Linked DNA regions of Mus musculus: regions 1, 2, 3, 4 and 6 are each linked to region 5. The links are chromatin contacts, called in public HiChIP or PLAC-seq, Micro-C, capture Hi-C and promoter capture Hi-C maps. All regions are on one chromosome and are shown on one strand. Each heading gives the region's core, a stretch centred on a gene start, on an enhancer-like site or on the middle of the called end of the contact. The rest is flanking DNA. Distances are from core to core; before and after follow the strand shown.

What was found. Promoter capture Hi-C pulls out the DNA fragments that hold promoters and counts their contacts. Hi-C and Micro-C count contacts between places; a contact is called where the count stands out from the background. HiChIP or PLAC-seq counts read pairs in DNA pulled down with a chosen protein or histone mark. Capture Hi-C pulls out chosen DNA fragments and counts their contacts.
Region 1: a capture Hi-C map of embryonic stem cells shows a contact between it and region 5, with 7 times the contacts expected there. The contact joins the promoter of Crispld1 here to the promoter of Gdap1 in region 5. A contact is called at or near these places in 16 of 39 promoter capture datasets (the 3T3-L1 cell line, 3T3-L1-derived adipocytes, cranial neural crest and 9 more), 1 of 484 Hi-C or Micro-C datasets (embryonic stem cells) and 1 of 9 other capture datasets (embryonic stem cells).
Region 2: a promoter capture Hi-C map of embryonic stem cells shows a contact between it and region 5, with 5 times the contacts expected there. The contact joins the enhancer-like site here to the promoter of Gdap1 in region 5. A contact is called at or near these places in 12 of 39 promoter capture datasets (the 3T3-L1 cell line, the HPC-7 cell line, HPC-7-derived erythroid cells and 7 more) and 1 of 9 other capture datasets (adipose tissue).
Region 3: a Micro-C map of embryonic stem cells shows a contact between it and region 5, with 3 times the contacts expected there. The contact joins the promoter of Stau2 here to the promoter of Gdap1 in region 5. A contact is called at or near these places in 6 of 39 promoter capture datasets (cranial neural crest, embryonic stem cells, frontonasal cranial neural crest and 2 more), 1 of 484 Hi-C or Micro-C datasets (embryonic stem cells) and 1 of 9 other capture datasets (embryonic stem cells).
Region 4: a contact with region 5 is called in an H3K27ac HiChIP or PLAC-seq map of epiblast stem cells, with 6 times the contacts expected there. The contact joins the enhancer-like site here to the promoter of Gdap1 in region 5. A contact is called at or near these places in 12 of 39 promoter capture datasets (the 3T3-L1 cell line, the SN4741 cell line, embryonic stem cells and 7 more), 2 of 115 datasets of contacts at active chromatin or transcription factors (embryonic stem cells and epiblast stem cells) and 1 of 9 other capture datasets (adipose tissue).
Region 6: a contact with region 5 is called in a promoter capture Hi-C map of embryonic stem cells, with 5 times the contacts expected there. The contact joins the promoter of Ube2w here to the promoter of Gdap1 in region 5. A contact is called at or near these places in 6 of 39 promoter capture datasets (embryonic stem cells, hippocampal neurons, maxillary cranial neural crest and 1 more), 1 of 484 Hi-C or Micro-C datasets (rod photoreceptor), 3 of 115 datasets of contacts at active chromatin or transcription factors (embryonic forebrain, forebrain and stem cell-derived neural progenitor cells) and 1 of 9 other capture datasets (adipose tissue).

The regions. Positions count from the first base shown.
Region 1 is chr1:17,725,445-17,729,014 of GRCm38.p6, forward strand. It overlaps Crispld1 (cysteine-rich secretory protein LCCL domain containing 1), which reads left to right and starts at 1,973. Exons shown (of 15, transcript NM_031402.2): 1 at 1,973-2,319; 2 at 3,150-3,470. The coding sequence starts at 3,213. It overlaps Gm16070 (predicted gene 16070), which reads right to left and starts at 2,202. Exons shown (of 7, transcript NR_130314.1): 1 at 1,655-2,202.
Region 2 is chr1:17,685,166-17,688,840 of GRCm38.p6, forward strand. All of the region lies in intron 6 of Gm16070 (predicted gene 16070), which reads right to left. Among named protein-coding and RNA genes, the nearest start is that of Crispld1, 40 kb to the right of the region's middle. Within about 2 kb of position 2,041, at least 7 of the 459 cell types and tissues checked have an H3K27ac peak or open chromatin away from gene starts, as enhancers often do. A contact at or near this core is called in embryonic stem cells and stem cell-derived epiblast-like cells, where this site is marked.
Region 3 is chr1:16,516,898-16,520,694 of GRCm38.p6, forward strand. Stau2 (staufen double-stranded RNA binding protein 2) reads right to left here and starts at 2,405. Exons shown (of 14, transcript NM_025303.3): 1 at 2,276-2,405.
Region 4 is chr1:17,930,696-17,934,685 of GRCm38.p6, forward strand. No RefSeq gene overlaps it. Among named protein-coding and RNA genes, the nearest start is that of Gm16070, 210 kb to the left of the region's middle. Within about 2 kb of position 1,581, at least 12 of the 459 cell types and tissues checked have an H3K27ac peak or open chromatin away from gene starts, as enhancers often do. A contact at or near this core is called in embryonic stem cells, epiblast stem cells and stem cell-derived epiblast-like cells, where this site is marked.
Region 5 is chr1:17,143,088-17,146,844 of GRCm38.p6, forward strand. It overlaps Gdap1 (ganglioside-induced differentiation-associated-protein 1), which reads left to right and starts at 2,286. Exons shown (of 6, transcript NM_010267.3): 1 at 2,286-2,501. The coding sequence starts at 2,385.
Region 6 is chr1:16,616,777-16,620,623 of GRCm38.p6, forward strand. It overlaps Ube2w (ubiquitin-conjugating enzyme E2W (putative)), which reads right to left and starts at 2,515. Exons shown (of 6, transcript NM_025773.4): 1 at 2,461-2,515. The coding sequence starts at 2,475.

The DNA of each region.
Region 1 (3,570 bases), core at 723-3,222, 580 kb after region 5:
TCCCTTCTCTTTGCTCAATAACAACTGTACTTTTCAAATCTCACAAATTAGCACCTAAAGATAATTTTTCTTTTGATCACAAAAGAAAACCACTGCAACCCCTGTCCTCAGCTCTAAATTCAGCCCTGCCTTCCTTGAATGATGAGCAAGCATTGCTTGAACTGTCTCTTACTACACTAGTCACTGCTACAGGGATCTATTTTCAACGTTGCTTAGAATAAGCACCAGTCACTTCCTAAGGTTGCTGCTGATGAGAAGGTGGGGACCCCATGTAAAACCAGACGCTACAGTTTCAGATGGAACAAAGATGTGGGAGATTATGTGTTGGCCAAGTACACAGCAGTATCTGCCACAATAGAGTAGAAATGCCACAACCTGCCATGGCTTTACAAGGGACTGCTTCAGTCATAAACCAAAGTGCCATTTTGACATTCATTTGATGTGGATAAGTTGTGCCTTTCTGTTGACAAATAGACGTTGCAATAATAAATAAAAACATGAACTGTATCAAAGAAAAGCTTATATAGTAAATTGGAAATGCAAGATTATTGAAGGCTTATGCTTAATATGATGAATATTTAGGCCATTCTTATATTAAATGTGATAATTGCCTTACCAAATTTCTTATCATCTTTATTTAAGTTCCTCTTCAAATATTTCAAAAATATGCAATCACTTTTAACAGATTTAACTCAATTCTCTCTATGATTTTTCAATGACACATAAAGTGTTCCATGTAGACATGATCTCCATCTTTACTATACTATACTATTACTATATCACCTGTCCTTTATCAGAAACTGGACTGTTTTAGATGTAAAAGCCCTATTTCCTGAATGCTAGGGACACTAATTATGAATTAATATTCCCAAACTACAAATTTGCATCTATTCTGTGTGTACAACGCTAAAGAAAAACCTTGTGACTCTATACCTGAGAATGTTCAGTGTGGCTCTCTTTCTGATATGTCTGCTTCCCATTCTTTGCTATTCTAGGAAACAAAGATTCATGTCACCAGGGACTTTGGGGTCTGACTACAGAAGAGCAGCTGGATAATGGAAAGAGACAGGTAATGGTTGGAACAATCTGATTTGGTCTTTGAGACATTCCAGATATAGAGACAGAAATTTGAGGTGAGGACTCTCAAAGGAGCCGATGCAAAGGCAGGGGAATTAGATAATCCACTTCAAAACAAAGTGTGCTTGTACAAACTGCACCACACTCAGTAGGGCAATACTTTTTGAGTTTACAATTAGTAAATTCCTACTCTAGGATGCAAAACAGGTATCTGTCCTGGGACTGAATTTTGAGATTCTGACAGTCTATCAATGATATATTGTTTAAAGGACTCTTCTTATTTTCACAAATGCCAAATGCTGGTGATCCTTTTTCAGAAGCCAACACCGCATGTTTCCTGACATGTCTCAACTGTCAGGCAATATCCACTTCAATAGTCTTCTGAAAGTCTTTCTCCATCTGGTCCTCATTAAGCTTTAGTAGCCAAAGAAAGACTTCTTCCTTCTAGAAACTAGAGACCAATGGGGATCCATTAGAAAAAAATAAAAAAACCTGTTTCTCTTTTTATCCCACCCCCTAGATTTCCTTTTGTGTGTACAAGACTGGAAGTTCTTAGCGTACCTCCATGCCCACTTACCTCAAGTTCTGGGGCTAGCTCCTTTGCAACCAGACTGTAAGTAATTTCAGCATCCCATCAGAGAGAATCTTAGGGGGAGGGTGTTTGATCTGAGAGAGGTGGGAGAAGCTAGAGGCTCTCTTCCCCCAGGGTCCAGACCTTGCCGTCCTCCACTCACAAAGGCACAGTGCACGCCCACAAAAGATCCTGGCTTGCTGCAAGTCGACTCCCACAGGCCAGAACTGGGTGGAGGTGGAGGTGGGGGTGGTAAAGGAGGGCTCTGGCATCACGTGCCTGTGCAGGCACCTCAATAAATGCCGAGTGCTGAGGAGCGGCGGAAGCGCCTGGCGCCAGGGCTCTGCAAGCTGAAGCAGGAGGTCCCCGGGGAGTTTTTCCTTTGTCCCACCTCACCCTAGATCTCTGGAACACCGGGAGCCCAACTCTGAGAGCTGCTTTCAGGGGCACTTTGCTAACTTTGAAGCCCGTGCCCACTGCTCCTCCCAGGTTTGCTTTGAGTCGCAGAGCTAGGGGCTCGCGTCCCCAGGGGTCAGCCAGCTCCTCACTCTGACTCCCGTGGTGGCCTGGTCCTTGTCGCCTCTGTGAAGGGCAGAGTCAAGGCAAGGAGCAGCTGCAGAGACAAGCAGTTCTGCCAGGCTCCGCTCTCCGGGGAACATCACACTGGAGAGGTAAGGGCGATGCACAAGCTGCATCCAGAGTGGTCCAGCTGCCAGGTTTTCCTGGTTCCCTGTTTGGAAACATCATCTAGGAAAAACTGACTTGTAGAGAAAGGTCTGGCCAAGAAAGGGTAGATGGGTTGCAGGGCAGGAACTCTTCATTTCACCTTGTCCTGGGGACGCCCTCCCCGCAGGGTTCAAGTGAACCTTGGCCTCCTGTTGTATGTGAGGGACATACTCTGAAGTTCTCCAGGAGAGCGCTTGGTAGGGTTAAATTCACATGTTGGGCACAAATTTTGCCGGAATATGGGAATAAGATTGATTTTTCCATCTGCACATGGGTGAAAAAAAAAAAGTTGCTCCAGGGGCCTGAGCCATTCATTTGCAGTGAACCTCGGGGCCATCTCCAGGTACCAGCAATACAGGCATGAGTCGTGTATGAATAGCTATGAACCAGAGATGAAATGCTGGGATATTGTGCCTTTAAAAATAAAAATAAAACAAAGCAAATTAAATAGAAAACTTGAAAGTTTCTGCAGAATGTAAAAGCTTCCAGACAAAAATAAAACACTATATAAATAGTACTCATTGTAAGGTATGTCATTTAAAACCTTGTAATTCAGAAATTATTCTCAAGCCTTGAGCTTCCCCGGCTCCTTTTGCCCTCGACTTTTGGCTTAGTGGTTAGCTTGGAAAAATATTTTGTGTCAACAGCACATTGTAAAAGTTCTTTATGGAAAAATGGAGGTGATAGAAAACGTATTTTCAAAACCGGAGTGCTTATGTGTTGGGGTTTGCTATCATAAAATAATTTCATCTGAATCGTGTGACATGTCTTATAGCCACAAGGAGTGGAAGAGCCTGTCTTGGAGATTTTCCCCGGGGAAACCCAGAGGCCATTCATTATGATGTGTAAGGCACAGGAGTGGCTCAGAGTGACCGCACTGCTATTTGTGGCTAGAGCAGTTCCAGCTATGGTGGTTCCTAATGCCACTTTGCTGGAGAAACTTTTGGAAAAATACATGGATGAGGATGGTGAATGGTGGACAGCTAAGCAAAGAGGGAAAAGAGCCATCACAGACAATGATATGCAGAGCATCTTGGATCTCCATAATAAACTGAGAAGTCAGGTGTACCCAACAGCTTCTAATATGGAGTATATGGTAAGACATGTTCACGTGGTGTATATCAAAGAAATGTTCTTGGTGCCTAGGGCAGCATAGATAAACTCATTCATGCTGTTCTTTAATCTTTTCCCACTCA
Region 2 (3,675 bases), core at 791-3,290, 540 kb after region 5:
TCTTTATTGTGTCTACTTCCCTTTTTAGTTCTAGTATGGTTTTGTTCATTTCCATCACCTGTTTGGATGTGTTTTCCTGTTTTTCTTTAAGGACTTCTACCTGTTTGGTTGTGTTTTCCTGCTTTTCTTTAAGGGCCTGTAACTCTTTAGCAGTGCTCTCCTGTAATTCTTTAAGTGACTTATGAAAGTCCTTCTTGATGTCCTCTATCATCATCATGAGAAATGTTTTTAAATCTGGGTCTAGATTTTCGGTTGTGTTGGAGTGCCCAGGACTAGGTGAGGTGGGAGTGCTGAGTTCTGATGATGGTGAGTGGTCTTGATTTCTGTTAGTAGGAGACTTACGTTTGCCTTTAGCCATCTGGTTATCTCTGAAGCTAGCTGTTATAGTTGTCTCTTTTAAGAGCTTGTTCTTCAGGTGACTCTGTTAGCCTCTATAAGCAGTCTGGGAGGGTAGCTGTCTCCTTAGTTTGAGTGGGCAGAGTATTCTCTGCAGGCAAGCTCTCTTCTTGCAGGGAAGGTACCCAGATATCTGGTGTTCGAACTGGACTCCTGGCAGGAGTTGTGTTCCACTCACTAGAGGTCTTAGGATCCCGTGGGGAATCCTGTGTGGGCCACTGAGGGTGTCGGGCAACTCCGCTGGCAAGGTATCTCGGGGCTCGAGTGGAGCGGAAGGGGCTTGTGCCCCAGGTCAGGCCCGGGTAGTCTGCTTCCCTATGTACCGCAGTCTCAGGTTCTGCGCGATTGGATTGGGGCAGGGGCTGTGTTCCACTCACCAGAGGTCTTAGGATCCCGTGGGGAATCCTGTGTGGGCCCTTGCAGGTGTCGGGCGCCTCTGCTGGCAAGGTACCTCGGGGCTCGAGTGGAGTGCAAGGGGCTTGTGCCCCAGGTCAGGCCTGGGTGGTCCGCTTCCCTATTTACCGCAGTCTCAGGTTCTGCGCGATTGGATTGGGGCAGGGGCTGTGTTCCACTCACCAGAGGTTTTAGGATCCCGTGGGGAATCCTGTGTGGGCCCTTGCGGGTGTTGGGCGAGACTCCAGGTAAAAACTTTTTGATTGGTCTAAATTTATATGATTCATGTAGCTGCTTCATTTGGTTTCCGATTGGTCTTAAAGGTGTAAATATGCTCTGCATGTCTTGGTCTTAGACTATTAACTTATAAGTTATTGAGTATGATTAAAAAGGTGTAACATTGGTAACAAGAAAGTTAGCTTAAAACTGGAAACTCAGGGTTGGAGTCATTCTAAACAGCAACAGGTGGAATGAACCTGCCCAGGAAACTAGACCTCTAAAGATACTTCTAAATTGGGATAATATTTTATGTAATTCTTATTCTAGAAACTTATAAAGGATAAGATTTAAAACAATGTTTCTTTAATGAAGCATTAAAAGTTGCACTGTCATGTATTCATATAAACGAATTGGCAGCCAAACTTCATAACATGAAAGTGATGATTTTTGTATTGATTTTAAAGAGAATAAATTGTTTAAAATTGGGTTTTGCTCTCCAAAAATTGTGGTTATACCTTAATATTGCAAAAGAAACTTAAAAAAATTATAGTTAAAATTGCCAGTGTTCCACTGACTGCAGTTTGCAGTTTGATCTCAAGTTTAGGATTTTTAACTCACCCATATATTGTAATTAGGATGACTACAAAAGTAATCATCTTATGAGAGCGCTAATGTAGCTTACAGCAGCAATTCGGGAATACAAAGCAAAGCCAGACTTATCTGGATATATTCATCTTTGTGCAGAAATTGGACCCTCGTACAATGAGTTTGGCTAGGGTTGCTGCCTTGCAGAGGACTGGAGTACAAGCAATGCTTTCACAGCACTAAGGTTATAAGGAATGTTTTAAGCACAAATCATCTTAAGAAAGACTGTCCAAAAATTGGAGGCATAGACAGTCGAATTGGTCCCCTGGAATCTGTCCTCACTGCAGGAGAGATAATCTTTGGGCCAGGACTCAGTCAGTATGCTCAGATTAAGAACTATTTACATTTGAGTTAATGCAAAGCTCAAAGCAGCCTCAGTGAAGCTTGTGTGGTGTTTCTTTTGTTTTGCAAACCTTGCCTTTTAGAAGTTTTTGGGACCTTGACTCTCCTTGCCTTTGGGGACTTATTTTAAGCCAAAACAACACTATTACAGATCTATCCAGGGGTTGTTCAAAATAAACTTTAATCTTAAGATTTATGAAAGTTCAGTGAGGTTGTGGAACTTCTAAGAGCATTACAATCTCGCCTGCCTACTCCATATAGAATTATTATGGATTTGGAAGATTGTTTTTTTCCTTTACATCCTGATAATTGTAAAGGGTTTGCTTTTAGTGAGCTTGTGTTCATTAGAAAGTTTTGCCTCTTGGTATGGCTAATAGCCTTACATTATGTAAGAAAGTTTTTTGGTGTTTGTTTGTTTGTTTGTTTTTTCTTTTTCTTTTTTTCTTTTTTTGTCTCTGCTTCAATACAAGAAGCTAGGACTTTGAATCTTTCAGTGTGTATTGTTTCTTATATGGAAAGTATTTTATTAGCTAATGCCTCTGAAGGGAAGGGAAGTTTATTACAAATCTTTCCTCTTAAACAACTAGTGATAAAGTTTTGGGGAGTAGCTGTTGCTCCAGAAAAGATTCAGGGGCAATATCTTTTTAATACTTAGGGCCTCGGTTATATCCTAAAAAATTGTGGCACAGAAAATTCAAGAAAGAAAAGATGATTTGTGTACTTCAAATTGTTTTTAAAGGCTTCCAGGTGTTAATTGGCTAAGACCTCACCTTAAGCTCACCACAGGAGGACTTAAGCCTTTGTTGAATGTTATTAAGGGAGATACAAATTAATTGGTGAAAAACAAAAAGCTTTGCAGAAAGTAGAGGAAGCTTTTGTAATCAATTGTTATCAATTGTAATCAATAGTAATCAAATATTAGCAGTGTATTCTAGTTACTCTTATTCACTGTGCCCACAACAATTCTTTGGCAAAAGAGAGCATTAACGTGAAAACATCTTTCTTCATCTTCAAGTAAAGTTTTAACATCCTTTTATGAATTTGTTGTGGTGTTAATAAAGAATTGTAAGATAAAATCATGAAGATATTTTTGAAAAAAAAATCTTAAAAACCTGATAAGACATCTGTTCCTTGTTTCAAACAGCAATTAAATTGGTTATTGCAGAATATTGATATTTGGCCTATTGTATACCAATCTTTTTAGGTAAAGTTGATAATCATTATCCAAAAGGTAAGTTGTTAAAACTGCTTCTATGCCTGCTTTTTTATTTTCTGTAAATTTATGCATGCATGTATACCATGAAAAATACATCTACTGTATTTATAAACAGCCCTTCTAAAGGAAATACAGGGACAAAGAGTGGAGCAGAGTCTGAAGGAAAAGTCATCGGGAGACTGCCCCACTTAGGGATCCATCCCATCTGCAGACACCAACCTCAGACACTACTGAGGATGCCAAGAAGTGTTTGCTGACTGGAGCTTGGTAGACTGTTTCCTGAGACTTTCTTCCAGCAGCTGAGTAAAACAGATGGGGATGCACACAGCCAACCATAGAACTGAGCACTGGGAACACTATGGAAGAGTTAGGGGTAAGACTGAAGGAGTTGAAGGGGTTTGTAACCCCATAAGAAGAAGAACAACAATATCAACCAGACCCCCCACCCCCAAACTCCCAGGGAC
Region 3 (3,797 bases), core at 1,155-3,654, 630 kb before region 5:
GTCTATAACTCCAGTCCCAGGGAATCCAATGTTCTGTTCTGGTTTCCATGGGCAGACATGAAAGGCAGAAGAGAACACAGGTGCAGATATACATACACATAAAATAGCTTAGGAAATATGCTAAAGCAGTTAGGTACAAACACAGTTCTAATATTTTACTAACTACTCATCCTGGGACACTTTCTGCATTGTTTCATATTTTAGACTTCTGTCACTATCAGTTATAGTTTTTAATGTGTGTGCGCGTGTGTCTGTGTGTGCATATATGAGTGGGACATGAAAATGCCACAGAGGGAATGTGGAGGTCAGAGGACAGCTTGCAGGTGCTCCATCCCAGAGCCCCCACACAGTTTACTGCATAGTTTCTGCTGTCCTTAAACTCCTAGGCATGTGCCACCAAACCTGAGGACCTGAGTTTGATCCCCAGGACTCACAAGTTAGAAGATAACAGTGGACTCACACAAGTTGTCCTATGACCTCCACAGTCGTGTACAGGCTTGGCAACGAATGACTTTACCCAATGGGCCATCAAGACAGCCCTACCTATTTTTGTTATTTTGTAGAAAGTCGGTCTTCCCTAGAGCTTCATTCCAGGTAAGTCAAGTAAGGTAAAAATACAAACTTCAACCTTTTCCATGCTGAAGTATCCAGAAGCAAAGGGCTATAACATATCTGTCTTACCCACAAACAGCACAGGGGGTCTGTGTGTGTGGCTGAGTAAATGATAAATGGGCATCATGATAACAGGTGAATCTGGGTAGAGGAATAGACTGTTCTTTGTATTGTTCTTATTCTGACTTTACTGAAAGCTGAAATTGTATCCAACGGGAAGTTAAAAAATATATGCTACTAGAAATTTACCTACTTGAATACAAAACACTGTTTCTTAAGGAAACACAGTAATTTGTGAATATACTACACATGAGCAACAAATCACAACTAGACATCACTTTGGAGTAGATTTCATAAACTACTGCCATGCCATACCTTGAGACAGGTGCCCAACACTGACAGTGGCCACATAAACCATGCATGCAGTTGGGCATTACAGATATGCACACTTAATACAGGCCTGCAACAGATCCACAATCATATGATATTTAGGTTTTTCAGTAAAATAAGACACAAAGACCTGCTTTGTTAAAAAAAAATAGTCAGGTCTTAGTTTTTTCTTTTTTCTTGACTTGTGCCTTTCCTCTATAGTTCTATTCATGACAGTAAGTTGAATCGACTTAGAAAGGATGGGGAAGAAACATTCTACTGAACATTTGACAGTGTTACTATCTTTTTGCCTGCCCAACACCTTCTCTATTTCAAGTGTTAGCCCTCAGAAAACACAAGAATACATCAGAATCCAAGTTCTATTTGTATTAAGAAAGTTCCCTAACACTGGATAACAGATTTTTGGTTACTGTAATACATTTAAGGATCATCTGTACGATTTCTGTGAGATTTGGTCCCTTTTAAATTGCTTAGTGCATTCATACCTATTGGATGGTCCATCTCCACTCAAGTACTTCTAAGCTTTTTTGTGGCGGGGGGGGGGGGAAATAGGAGATAATAATGAAATCTGCTCATACTGCAAAATGTTGTACCTAAATAATTGCAAGGACTTCCAGACTTGGCCCCCACCCCCACCCCTCAGCGCACGCGCCCAACCAGACTCCCATTCCCACCCCCTACCCAGGTCTCCTAGTTCAATCGCCTTGACTGCCTCTGCGAAACTGGCCCGTCACTCTGCCCGGTCCCCCACCCTACAGAGACCCGGTCCTCACGGTAGATTCTGCGGCCAAGCTTTGTGTTTCACCCAACTCCCCACGCCCGGGCAAGGTCACTACCTCCAACTACTCCTTTAAGCCGAGCCGTCACGGTCCTAGTTCGCAGGAGGCTCGGCGGAACTTGCCTGTCATAGGGCTATATTTTGTCCCCTCTGCCCCACCTCCCTTCCCCATTTCGGCGAGTTACGTCTTCGCCACTTGCCCATTATACAGAAATAGCCACCGCCATCGCCCCGGCCCCGCCGCCCCCACGCCCCTGCAAGGCCCGGGTGACCTCCGCGCCCCCCGCCGTCGCGCCCGGCGCCCCCGCCCCGCCCTGCCCCTGCGGACACCTGTACGGCTCGCCGCGGCACACGCCCCCCCTCCCCTCCCCCAGGGCGGCCGAGGGCGGCGCGGGAGCGAGGCCGCGAGAGACGGCCCTGCTGGCTCCCGGCGCTCTGCCTCGGAACCCGCCGGCGGAAGTCAGGCCTGGCGGCGCCGCTCGCACCAGGATTTACCTGCGGGCCACGGACGCCCGGCAGACGGCTCCACATGGGCGAGCGCTCCAGAGCTCCGCCGACGCCGCCTGCTCCCTCCTCGGCTCCCGCCCCCCGCCTCCGCCTGCCGCCCTGCGCTCCCGCCGCGCCCTCCCGGGCCCGCGCCGCGCGCCCCCGCCTGCGCCGCCGCGCCCGCGCCACGCCGCGCGCCCCCGCGCCAGCTCTCTCTCGCGCTCTCTCTCTCCAGCTCGCTCTGTCTCTCTGTCTCTCTCCCCTTTCTTTCTCTGTCTCTCTCCTCTCTCTGTCTGTCTCTCTCTCTCTGTGTCTCTCCCCCCTCTCTTTCTCTGTCTCTCTCTCTCCTCTCTCTGTGTCTCTCTGTCTGTCTGTCTCTCTCTCTGTGTCTCTGTCTCTCTCTCTGTGTCTCTGTGTCTCTGTGTCTCTGTGTCTCTCTCTGTCTCTCTGTCTCTCTCTCTCTCTCTCTCTCTCTCTCTCTCTCTCTCTCTCTCTCTCTCTCTCTCTCTCTCTCTCTCTCTCTCTCTCTCTCTCTCTCTCTCTCTCTCTCTCTCTCTCTCCACCTCTCCCCGCCTCCCTTCGCGGTCGAGCGGCCATTGTTCGCCGCGCCGTTCCCGCCCCCTGGCGGCTTCTGGGACCCCCGCATCCCGGGGCGCTGCGGGGCTTAGGCCTGGGGTCTCGGGCCGCGCCGGGGCCCGTCCCGGGAGCTGCTGCAGGAGCACGCTGAGGGCGCCCGGCCCGCAACTGCGAAGGTGCTCCAGCACCGGCGGCTCAGCCTCTCCCGCACCCGCTGCCCCTGGGCTCTCTAGCAGCCTGTCCCCGACGCTCTGCTCCTACCTTTCCCGGCTCGCTGACTGCCCGCCTCTGCCTAGCTGGGGACGCGCGACCATCCCGCGTCCGTTCCACTGCGGTGCGACGTAGGATTCGGCGGATCCTGCACCTTTCTAGACTGGAGGAGGAAGAAAGGGGAGGAGGGTAGCAAGCAGCGCAAGCGAGCCCCCATCACCTGCTCCACGGCCCACATCATTCATCAGGAAAAAATGAATAATAAATATATTAAAGTTGTGTGCCCGTACCAAAAAAAAAAAAATCTTTAGAGCCAAAAATGAGGATCGTCTTAAAACACTGTCCTAGATCCTTGGTTTTTGAAGAGTGCTAAAAAACTCAAATTACTTGTTCTTTTGTCCTGGTTTAGATATGGGTTAGGTATGGCCAGATAACGTCAGCCTAGTTAAGACCAATGGATTTTAAATAAGTGGCACCAAAAATCATATGAAAAAGAAGTCTAGAAATAGAACTATTAGTGTATTCTGACTGGCATTATTCTTCCTGGGGTTTCCTTGGTATGGCTTGTCTGCCTGGGATATGTCTGTGAGCCCTGTGATTTCAGTCATATTTTAAAACCAACTCTACAAATGAGGCAGTATTTGTGGATCTATTACCTTATACACTGATTTACAATTTTTAAAGAGACAAAAACGTGATACTGTATGTATAGGCGAGATACCTGTAAAGCTCTCTAGCTAGAGCC
Region 4 (3,990 bases), core at 331-2,830, 790 kb after region 5:
CTTGGCTATAAAAATATTTTATTTTTTAAAAGTTAGCTCTGGACATTTGTATGTATAAGCACTGCTAAGTGGATTCAGGAGACAGAGAGAGGTAAGAGAGGGGGGAGAGAGATAGAGAGAATTTGTGTCTGTTTGTTTCTGTCTCTTTATGTGTTTGTGTCTGTATGTGCCTGTGTGTGTGTGTGTGTGTGTGTGTGTGTGTGTGTGTGTGTGTGTGTGTAAAACAATAATAATTTAGAAGAGGTAAACCTCTTTGAAGAGAGGGTTGTTGGATACTGGACAGGTTGGAGGGAGTGGGAGAGGCAACAGTGATGTTGATTCATTATGCATCTGAAGGTCTCAAAACAACAAAGAAAAAAATAGAAATCAAGTAGTTCTATTTTATGTAAAGTCTTTCTCTCTCTCTCTCTGTCTCTGTCTCTGTCTGTCTGTCTGTCTGTCTGTCTCTCTCTCTCTCTCTCTCTCTCTCTCTCTCTGTGTGTGTGTGTGTGTGTGTGTGTGTGTGTGTCTGTGTAAAAATTTAATCTGGGCAATCATGAATGTGAAACTATCACTACCAATTGAACTATATCTATGTTTCCTTGATTTTTATTGTTTTGTTTTATTTTGTTTTTTCAAAATCAAAACATCAGAGATCTTAATTTGAAAACTGAGTAATACCAATAAAACAACAAAATGAGTCAGCAAATAAAAATCATATTTTGTATTGTTAAAAATAAACTACCTTCTAGAGAACTTGGATATTTCCAAATTTTAAGCCAGAGAGAAAAATTCCATCAGTTTTGATGCCTGGAAGCTTCAGACTGGAACTTCTCAGGGTCTCAATTATTTTTCCCAAACACATTTATACATTTGTTTATCTCAGCTCACACATAGTTAGAGAGGGAACAACCACACTGAGAATTATAGACCAGCTAGCAAGGATTATAACTCCTAGAGGAGAGGGATCTAACTACAATGCCAGTCATTCATAGCAGCTTGAGGCTGGAAGTTAAGTGAGGTGGTGAAACTTACTGGAGCTCTTTCACAGCAAGATGCTGTGATCACTGGTGAAGGGAGGCTGCACTAGCCATACACACTCCTTGCTTTTATCCTCATGTTTAGGTCAGTGTTCTTGACTGTGTTTGAGTCCTCTAGAGCCTCACTGTTCCTTGCCACAGAAGGACCTCATTTGGGGTCTTCTATCTGTGCGGAATGGGTCTCTGGTTGCAGATGGGCGAAGGAGTCAGTGAGTGACAGACAGACAAGACACAACATGAGAGTGTGTGTTGAGTCAATGTAATGTCCAAATAAATACCAGACTTTTTTATACAGAAGAAAAAACAAGAAAAGCCAGGCAGGACACATCCACCAAGTTACAGTGACACAAAATAAAAGGAATGTATACAACATTGGAACCAGGCTGCTGTTTACCACTAAGAAGGGAGCCAGGTGTAATGCTAGTCTATTGTTAAGCCCACCACCAGGGGTTCTTAGTAAATGCCTGATTATGCAGTTGCTTTGGGCCTAGTGAAGAAACTTGTCTCAGGGGGATTCGCTAACTCTTTCATGGTTAACCCACCTATTTGCTAGGCCATTGTGTATTCCCTTGTTTGGGTGAGACTCAGTTGCTGTCCTAAGTAATCACTCTGCAGACTAGCCCTGAGCTATTCTAGCTCCGCTCTTTGTAATGCCTAATTAGTTTCACTGTCTCTACCAGAAGTAAATTTGAATGTTACTGAATAGGTAACATCCTCACTGAATTCCTACTGAATTCCAAGCTCTTCCGGCTTCAAGGATTTTCTAGGATGTTGGAACACTGGTGGAGGCACACCTGTGTGAAAATTCAATCTTTAAAGGCACTCATAATGAAACAATACTGAAAGAGAGCATACACCATACTAATGCAGGATAGGGTTTGAGTATATGGGCTACGAGAATGCCAAGGTTGCAGGAGGCTGTTTCCTTGAAACTCTTTGCCTCATGACTGCCTCTAGGCCTTTTGACCCCAACAGGCAGACTTCACTGGAGTGGGCATAGCAGTTCCTTTTACTTCTTAGTGGACTAGAAGTTGGAGTTTGTTAGAACAAATGATTTCAGACCCAAAGGCCTGCTGACTTACAAATGTGTTTTAGTAAGATACCAGTTGATTAACAGTTACATTTTTTTGTTTGGGAAAATTTGTTTTATGTATCTATGAAAATTAAGGTTAATATTAAAGTCTCATCTGTTAAATTAGAATTTTGGGGCTAAGGCAAAGAAATCAAATAGTTTCTACAGATTCTGCAGAGTGTGACCTTAAGCTCCCAAATTCAATTTTTGGAACTTTTCCTTTTGAAGGGTACTTGCATTAGTGTGTGTGTGTGTGTGTGAGTGTGCCTCCATTTTGGCTTGTGAAACCTAAAATACTTGTCACATGATTCCTGGTGGAAAGGTTGTGTACCTCTGATATAATCACACAATTTAGTTGATCTTTGTGTTATTCAAATACTCATCTAAATGGCCTATATCTATGCAGCTTTCTGCTACAGTCCGTATATATGTGCTACCTACCTCACACCTCAATGGTTTTGCTAGATTTTTCTATTTCATTTTGGGACTCTTCCCACAGAGGTCCTTCTCTTCATATAAATTTATTTTTGCAGACTGGCAGGTATTGTTTATATATATATATATATATATATATATATATGTATATATATATATATATATTGTTTAGGAATCAGGGGTTCCCAGATTCCTAAGGGCCTTCAGTAATAGGAATTCATAAAACAGATCTAGGTGCCAGGCACATGTGGCAGGACTGAGAAATTCTGTTCATATTCTCCACATTCTCTTGAACTTTTCTGTAGTTCTTCATAATGGAAGGGATATCACTGACTTTTGTATACAGATAAAATATGCCAATTAACATTTTACTTTCAAATATATGTATAGAACATCTTGCAGAGGAATGATTCTTGTTTCCATATAGTACTGGTTTTGCTTGAACAATGTATTTGAGCAATAATTATAGAAAAATAAGTAGATTATCTAAAAGGAATCTCTCCATGCAGAAATTGCCTTACCATATTTATAATGTAAATTATAATATGATATCTACTAGAATAATAAAATATTAAGTTCTTGTCAATTTTATAAAACATACCCAAAACCAGATGCAGTTATACATTAACAATGACTCTCAATCTTCCTAAATGCTGCAATACTTTATTGTTCCTCATGTTGTGGTGACCCCCACACATTCAGTAATTTTGTTTCTACATCCTAGCTATAATCTTGCTACTGTTATGATTCGTAATGTAAATGTCTGAAATGCAAGATATCTGACACAGTAACCCCTATGTGGAGTTTGACCCACAGGTTGAGAATCATTACATTAGAAGGACTGTATCTCAAACTTGAAAGCATTTTGCCATCAAATTTGATTTTTGCATTCATCTATACATATTTTTCTGCTAGAAGCTTTCTTCCTTTCCCTCTTTATTCACTCTACACCTTGATTGCAGCCCCTTCCTACTCTACTTCCAGTCCACCCTCACATCCTCTTTCCCCATTCTTTTTCTCCTCAGAGAAGGGAAGGCCTTGGGTACCAACATGCCCTGCCACATCAAGTCTCAGGAGTAAGTGCATCCTCTCTCACTGAGGCTAGACAATGCAACCCAGCTAGAGAAAAGAGATCAAAAGATAGGCAACAAAGTTGAAGTCAGGAACAGTCTTAGATCCCATGAAGATCAAGCTGCATATCTTCTACATATGTGTAAGAATCCTAGGTCCATGCAAGCATGGTCCTTTGTTGGTGGTTTAATCTCTGCAAACTCCCATTGGCTTAGTTGACTCTGTGTTTCTCCTTGTTGTGGTGCCCATGAACTCTCTGGCTCCCCCAATCCTTTCCCCTGCTCTTCTGCAAGACTCCCCAAGCTTCCCTTAATGATTGGCTCCACAGCAAAACAGGTCTCTCTGTCTGGTTCCATCAGCTGCTGGATGAAGCCTCTTAGAAGACTGTTATAC
Region 5 (3,757 bases), core at 1,036-3,535:
CATTGGCATCTCTTTCTTTAGGTTTGGGAAGTTTTCTTCTATTAATTTGTTGAAGATGTTTGCTGGCCCTTGTTTCTCATCTACTCCTATTATCCGTAGGTTTGGTCTTCTCATTTTGTCCTGAATTTTCTGGATGTTTTGAGTTAGGATATTTTTCGTATTTTCCATTTTCTTTGATTGTTATGTTCATGTTTTCTATGGATTCTTCTGCACCTGAGTGTCTCTCTTCCATCTCTTGTATTCTGTTGCTCACATCTATGGCTCCTGATTTCTTTCCTAGGATTTCTATCTCCAGATTTGTCTCCCTGTGGCTTTTCTTTATTGTTTCTACTTCTATTTTTAGATCTTGGATGATTTTTTTTCAATTCCTTCACCTGTTTTGTTGTGTTTTCCTGTAATTCTTTTGGGGATTTTTGTGTTTCCTCTTTAAGGACTTTTACATGTTTAGCAGTGTATTTCTTTTTTTTTTTTCCATTTTTATTAGGTATTTAGCTCATTTACATTTCCAATGCTATACCAAAAGTCCCCCATACCCACCCACCCCCACTCCCCTACCCCCCCCACTCCCCCTTTTTGGCCCTGGCGTTCCCCTGTTCTGGGGCATATAAAGTTTGTGTGTCCAATGGGCCTCTCTTTCCAGTGATGGCCGACTAGGCCATCTTTTGATACATATGCAGCTAGAGTCAAGAGCTCTGGGGTACTGGTTAGTTCATAATGTTGTTCCACCTATAGGGTTGCAGATCCCTTTAGCTCCTTGGGTACTTTCTCTAGCTCCTCCATTGGGAGCCCTGTGATCCATCCATTAGCTGACTGTGAGCATCCACTTCTGTGTTTGCTAGGCCCCGGCATAGTCTCACAAGAGACAGCTACATCTGGGTCCTTTCGATAAAATCTTGCTAGTGTATGCAATGGTATGCCCATGGTATTTCTTTAAGTGAGTTATTAATGTCCTTCTTAAAATCCTCTACCAGAATCATGAGATATGATTTTACATCCGAATCTTGCTGTTTTTGGTGTGTAGGGCTATCCAAGACTTGCTGGATGAAGGCACGAAGGTACCTTGTCCAAGAAGGTCTGTTGCTTCTGTGGCCTGTGTGCTCTCCTGCATGGACCTCCCTCAGATGGACCCCAGATAAAAAATGTCGATCACACCTGAATTCCAAGGGCTGGGCCCTTGCTGTAGGCAAGCCCTTCTTTTGTGGGGAAGGTACACAGAGGACTGAGGGTCAGCTCTTCCTACTGGCTGAGGATGAAGGCCCAAAATGATCCTGTCCAAGAAGCTCTGTTGCTTCTGAGGCCCGTGATCTCCTGTGCGGCCCCCTTCTGAGAGACCCCCTGAATAGAAAATCAAGATAAAAATTCTTAAGAAGAGTGCTCTCTAGTTCGCATTTGCATTTGCCTGACTTCCACATACTGGTCATAGAACCCCTTTGTTATAGAGCAGCTTTGTCATGGCACTAATCCTTGGCAACCCTGTCCACAGTGAGTCTTTGGTCAGATCATGTCTTGGTCACATGATGCCGATGTCAGTGTGAATGAATGTCTTCCTCTTTTTCCTTATATGTATATTATTTCCAAATCCTACCTGATTAGTCTTTATGTGCATCTGCACTCCAGAACGGGACGTCAGACAATCTGAGCTGCCATGTGGTTGCTGGAAATTTAACTTAGGACCTTTGGAAGAGCTCCTAACCACCAACTCATCTCTCCAGACCCATAAAGACACTATTTTTAAGGCCTTGTGAGTAGTATTGCCATTTCGTTTACTGTCTTATTTATCTACTCAGTTCTCACAAAAAGCTTACAGATTAAATAAAATAATCTCTATTTCAAAAATGAAAACAGCAGGACATGATCTCAGGTATTTCTGATATGAACATTCACACTTAATCAATAGGCACTTTTACATTACCATTGTTGATTTATTTGTAAAATACATACTTTGTATTCCATTGTAATATATTCTAATGAAAATTAATTGATACTTAATTTTATTTCTTTGCTCTCTAGAACTCTCCCACCTAAGTAAAAACCCTGAATGTCTTGTGAAACTGGTGCTTTTATGCCCAAGCAACGTCCAAGGCCCAGGAGTATTATTTGCTGTTATCATTTTTCCTTGCCTTAAAAGCCAGACAGTCATATTTTAGAAAATTTCTCTACCTAAAAGTCATCCCATTACATCTCACAGATGATCTCTTAAGGGCCTCAGCCGACTAGGCAGCACAGCATCCTTGGGGAGAAACTACATTTCCCAGAAGCCAGTTCGACCGTAGAGGAAGTCCTTTACGCAACAGGGGGCCTTGAGAAACCAAGGATGCTTGCTGCAGCAAGTGTCTGCAGAGAGCAGGCCAACCCATAAAGCTGCCTGAGTCCTTTCATGCGAAATGGCTCGGAGGCAGGACGAGGCGCGGGCCGGTGTGCCCCTGAGGGTTGAAGGCCCGCCGGACAAGGAGGTCCACCTCATTCTGTACCACTGGACGCACTCCTTCAGCTCTCAAAAGGTAACGGCCTGTAGTCAAGGGCTGCACTCGGTTTCAGCACCAGGACAGCTCCCCGGGCGTGCCTTGTGGGCCTCCAAGCGGCCGGACCCCGGGGGTGCATTCAGAACTGGGGTGCACTAAGTGCACCAGCGGAAATGAGATGATTCGGGAAGGCAGTGACTCAGGTACTGCCACTCAGGAAGCGCCACTAAGAAGCGTCGCGTTCCGCATTTGGCCTAGAGGTTTTGTCCTGGAAAGTGAGAGAAGGGGTTCCTTCCTGCAACCCCTTGATCTACTTTACTCCTAACCCCCAGAAAGAAGGAAGGAAAGAAAGAAAATAAGTAAATTATAGTTTTGAGACAGGGTCTCAAGGTGCAACCCTGCCCAAACAACCTGACCTGTAGACCAAGTTGGCTTGAATTCATGGGAACCTTTTTATCTCCACTCCTCTACTTTTGGGATTGCAGTCTTGGTTCACCATGACAGGCTCTTCCTTAAAAATAGATAGATAGATAGATAGATAGATAGATAGATAGATAGATAGATAAGGAAAGAAAGAAGTTAGGTGTTTAAACTCAGAGACAGAGTCCTTGTCTAGCAGGCCCAAGGTTTGGTAATGCCTAGCATTTAAGGGGTATGCGGTGTGGGGGCAAGACAAATTCATATAAAGGCACCACCTCTCACCAAGGGAATGAAAATGCTTTTATATTCCCAAATTTGCATTCTTTATCAAAGGTGCAAACATATATTTGTACTTAAGGTGGTTCTCTTTTGGATTCCCTAGAGCTGGAGTTACACGCCCTGTGAATCACCCAGGGTGGATGCAGGGGGTCAAGAGCAGTACATTTTTTCAAACCAGTGGTTCCCAGTCTTCCTAGTGCTTCAACCCTTTAATATACTTCCTCATGTTGTGGGGGAACACAACCATAAAATTATTTTCATTGCTATGCATAACTGTAAATTTGCTGCTGTTATGAATTGTAATGTAAATATCTAATATGTAGGACATTTGATATGTGCTTCCTGTGAAAGGTTCGATTGACCCTCAGGTTGAGAACCACTGCCTTAACTGCTATGCCAGCTCTTCAGTCCTGTACATCCGGGGAGAACACATAGTTTGGTTTAAGGCACAAAGATCACAGTGGTGATGAGGAAAGAACAACTGTAATGAAGACAAAATAATTTTCATCCCTGTTATTTTCTTCTGTAATGCTGTCAGTAAGCTGCCAGAATACTTATTTATTCCTTCTAGGAACAGACTTCGTGCAGTGAACTTG
Region 6 (3,847 bases), core at 1,265-3,764, 530 kb before region 5:
TTAATCTCATCCAGCACTCAGGAGGCAGAGGCAAGTGGACCTGAGAGTTTAGGGTCAGCCTGGTCTAGTTCCAGAAAAGCCAAAACAAAAACATAAAGGTAATTATAATCTCAAAGTCCACATTCTCTAGTTAGAAGTGAAGACTTTCCTTACTTGGTTTTACTATATATAAAAATTATTTCATTGTTACCAAGTAATCAAACCCCACATTACATATGTATGCATGTTTTTAAAATACAGCAGCTTAAGTAACCTTTTCTTTAGCAAAAACAATATCCCCTAGGGTAAGATGAATTAATGAACACATTTGATCACTTATAGTGTTATGTTAAGTTATTTTGAAAAGAGTTAACTTCTGCTGTAAAGATGGTCAGGAAATAAACTTTGAGCAAAGATACCAAATGAAAACCACACCAAAGAGTGATTCTGCTATTGAGCTGAGAGCCAGTTCAGAAGTTAAGAGAAAGAACTACTCTTGAGAAGACCCTGGTTTGATTCCCAGCACCCATAGCCAATACCTGGCAAGCACCTGTAACTCAGATCCAGAGCAGGTGTGGCCTACACAGGTACTTTCATACCCACATACCCACCCAGAGATAACATACACAATTAAGAAATAAGAAATAAATCTGTGTCAAAATGCTACTATTTCCAGGAAAAATGATCAGATACTTTAAAAGAGATACATATAAAAGGTCAAGATTTAACTTTAGAACAGAAAGGATCCGTTCCCACTCTAATCCAACAAAAGAAAGACGCTGCTACTCTTCCACAGCACTGCCTGAGGCATAGAAACAGGCATAAAAAGCACTTTCCCCCACTGCTGAAGACAAAGTAAATTCCAAAAATAGCAATCTCTTACAAACAAATCTGCCTTTTCCAAAAACTAAGTATAAAAGCTAACCAGCTCTCATGCCAGATACAATCCCAGTGTGGATTTTAATCTTCATTTTTAGTCTTAAATAATGCCTGTATCTTAAGACAGATCACCGTCAAGTGTTAGTAACAAATAATGTCTTAATACAGATAAAAATCTTAAAGCAATCATATAGCCCATCTGCTGTCAACTGATGTTCCACAGTTCCTTTTTTGGCCTCAAATGATGAAACTTCTCTAACGTCTCTGGGGAGACTAGTAAAGTATAACGTTTCCTGAAATTGTTCTTGTTTCACTGCACCATTTCGTGACACCTCTTCACCTAAGAATGCTACTGCAGGAAAGGCCAAAAGTACAAGCAAATGCAAAAAGAATACCATAAGGAAAGCTGATTGAAGGAAGATACAGGGGAAGGAGGGAAATGCGTAAGAATGCAAACCATTGCTAGCAGAGAAGCGCCAACAACGAGATCTTGCTTATTCTTCTAGAAACAAAAACCAAAAATTCTAAGGAAAATGCGGATGTTACTCGAGGATGATGTTAAAACTCCAAAAAGCGTTCCGCTGACACGCTACAAGAGTTCTACTCTCTCTTCCTATGTGCTTTAACACCGCTAGCCCTATCTGCAAATTAAATGCCGGCTATAGATAATGCAATCTCTAGAAACTACAATTGTGGTTGCCATCTTTGCCTGAAAATTTTTTCTTTTATTGGATTTGCAAGGGGGGGGGGGAATACATTAAGTTGGAAGCTACAAAAAACACCTTCAAGTCTGACAGAGCACAGGTTAACAGGCGTCTCCTACCAAACTAAGGTTTTAAAGGTCTGGGAAAGAAAGGCAAAGGAGCCACGGCCTTACCAATCCCGCAAGGGTGGGGCATCGCAAGAAAAAAAAATTTAAGAGGGCGAGTTTCTATCGAGGCCGAGGAGCAGGCCCACGAGCTCGCACGTTGTGGTAGCACAGGACGCTGGGGACAGGGACGAAGGGCGGCTTCGAAGAAGAGACGTGGGCTGCCAGGGAATGCCCAGAGTGCGGGCTGATAGAAGGAGGCACCCACCGGGCACCGGATGAAGATCAGAGAAGAACGAGCATGAGTCCGGCGATCCGAGGCTGCGCGTGGGAGGCCGGGCAGAGGCCGCGGAGCGCCGTGGGCAGGCGGCCGTCCTCGGCGAGGGGCTCTGCCGGTCTCCGGCCGCCCCGACCGCGGGTGACGGCGGCGGGCACAGCTGTTTCCACCCCGCTGGGGAGCGCGAGGGGAAAAGCATCCCGGCGGTGGCCAGGGAGCCGAGCGGCAGGCATCCTCGCGTAGGGGCGCGGAGCGGAGCCCCCACCGCGAAGCGCACGACGAACTTCGCCCTTTCTTCCCCCTAAGCCGCCTTTATGCCACAACTTCGCGGCCGCTACTGTCCGCGGCCACCGGCCGACACCCCCGCTCGGCTCGCCGCCAGGCGATCCCCCGACGCCCCGAGGTCAGGGAAGGTCGCCCGGAGCCAGGCCCAGAGGTCTCGGACGCCGACCCCGCGCAGACGCTCACCTCGTCTCGATGGCCCCCTCGCCCTCCCCGCTGCAGCAGCTCCGCTCACCTGCATTGACGCCATGATGAAACCATCCCCCCAAGGCCAGCGAGGCCCGAGACGCAGGGGGCGGAGCCGCCGTGCTCGCGTCACGCCGCGGGGGCCCAACATCCCGGGCACGGGGGTGGAGTCGCCGATGGGAAGGGGCCCGCGTGTCCGATTGGCTAGCGCGCGGGTGCCCGGGGCGGGGCGGGGCGGGGCCAGGCCGGGCTCCCTAGGTACCTTGCATCCCAGCCAATTTATACGCGGGCCCACCCTCAGTGCTGGCGGAGGCGCTGCTCCAGGTCGGACTGAAGCGTTATGCCGAGGTCACAATGCTGTCCGGGCATTTGGCAGGGAGGGGATCTCATTTTGTTTTTCCAGCTACAAGTGTAAGATTTACAGCCCACCCCCTTCATATGTCTTTTTTACACCTACCGTGTTTTCGCTCCTGAGGCAGATACAACTTCGCCTGGAGATGCTTTCTGGTATTTGCAGACCTAGGAAGCTTCTACTTTGAGGGGCAGAGAGTCACAGGTTTCCCTATAGGACAGAATGAAAACTGAGAGCAGTGATCTTAAAAGCAAGAACAATTGGATTTGAAACGTGCTGGAAAGGGAAGGAGGGTGAATAATGGAGTTCCCTTTTGTGTGCAATTTTCTAGTTCCCTAACCCTCTAAATTGTAAAGTCCAGGTATACCATAAGAGTCGTTGTTACATCAGTCTTACTTTTGATTAACAATTTGACTCTAGCCGTGAAATCTCAATATAATGAATATAGTTTACGTAATTTAATACTTAATACTTAATACTTAAACCTTCTGCCATGCCTAGATTTCTCTTCACCCTATTCTGTGGTGGGCAGTTGCATGATCAGACGACCTATGAGTGAGCTTGAGTAGAAATCGCTGAGCATACAGAATTTATTCTAGGAATGCACCAGTTCTGCCAGCATTTATCAGAAGTCACATTTTTAAAGCTCCTCCGGAACCAAAGATGTCGTTTACTTAAATACCAAACGAAAAATGGAAGCCAAAAGCTTGCACCTCATGTCCTGTCTCTAAAGGAATCAGAGAGGATGGCATGTTGAGTAGAAGGCTTTTACTTTACCCGGATGAAAGTTTAAATCTTTATTTTTATTGACTTGGCTTCATTTTTAGACATTTCTCTAAAATATAAATATAATGGTGATGTAGGTTATCACTCTCACACTTAAGCTAGAGCACGATGTTCCTCTGAGAACATCCGTAAGGAAATGTGTTCAAGAGAGGAAAAGATGTCTAAATCTGCCAGTTTTTCTGTGGTGTAATATTCAAGACGGTTTCTCTTCACCATGGAGGAACTTTTCCATGGGGTTTGCATGACTTGGAGTACAGGACTCAACCAGAAGCATATCCGCTATCAGTTCAGGTATGTC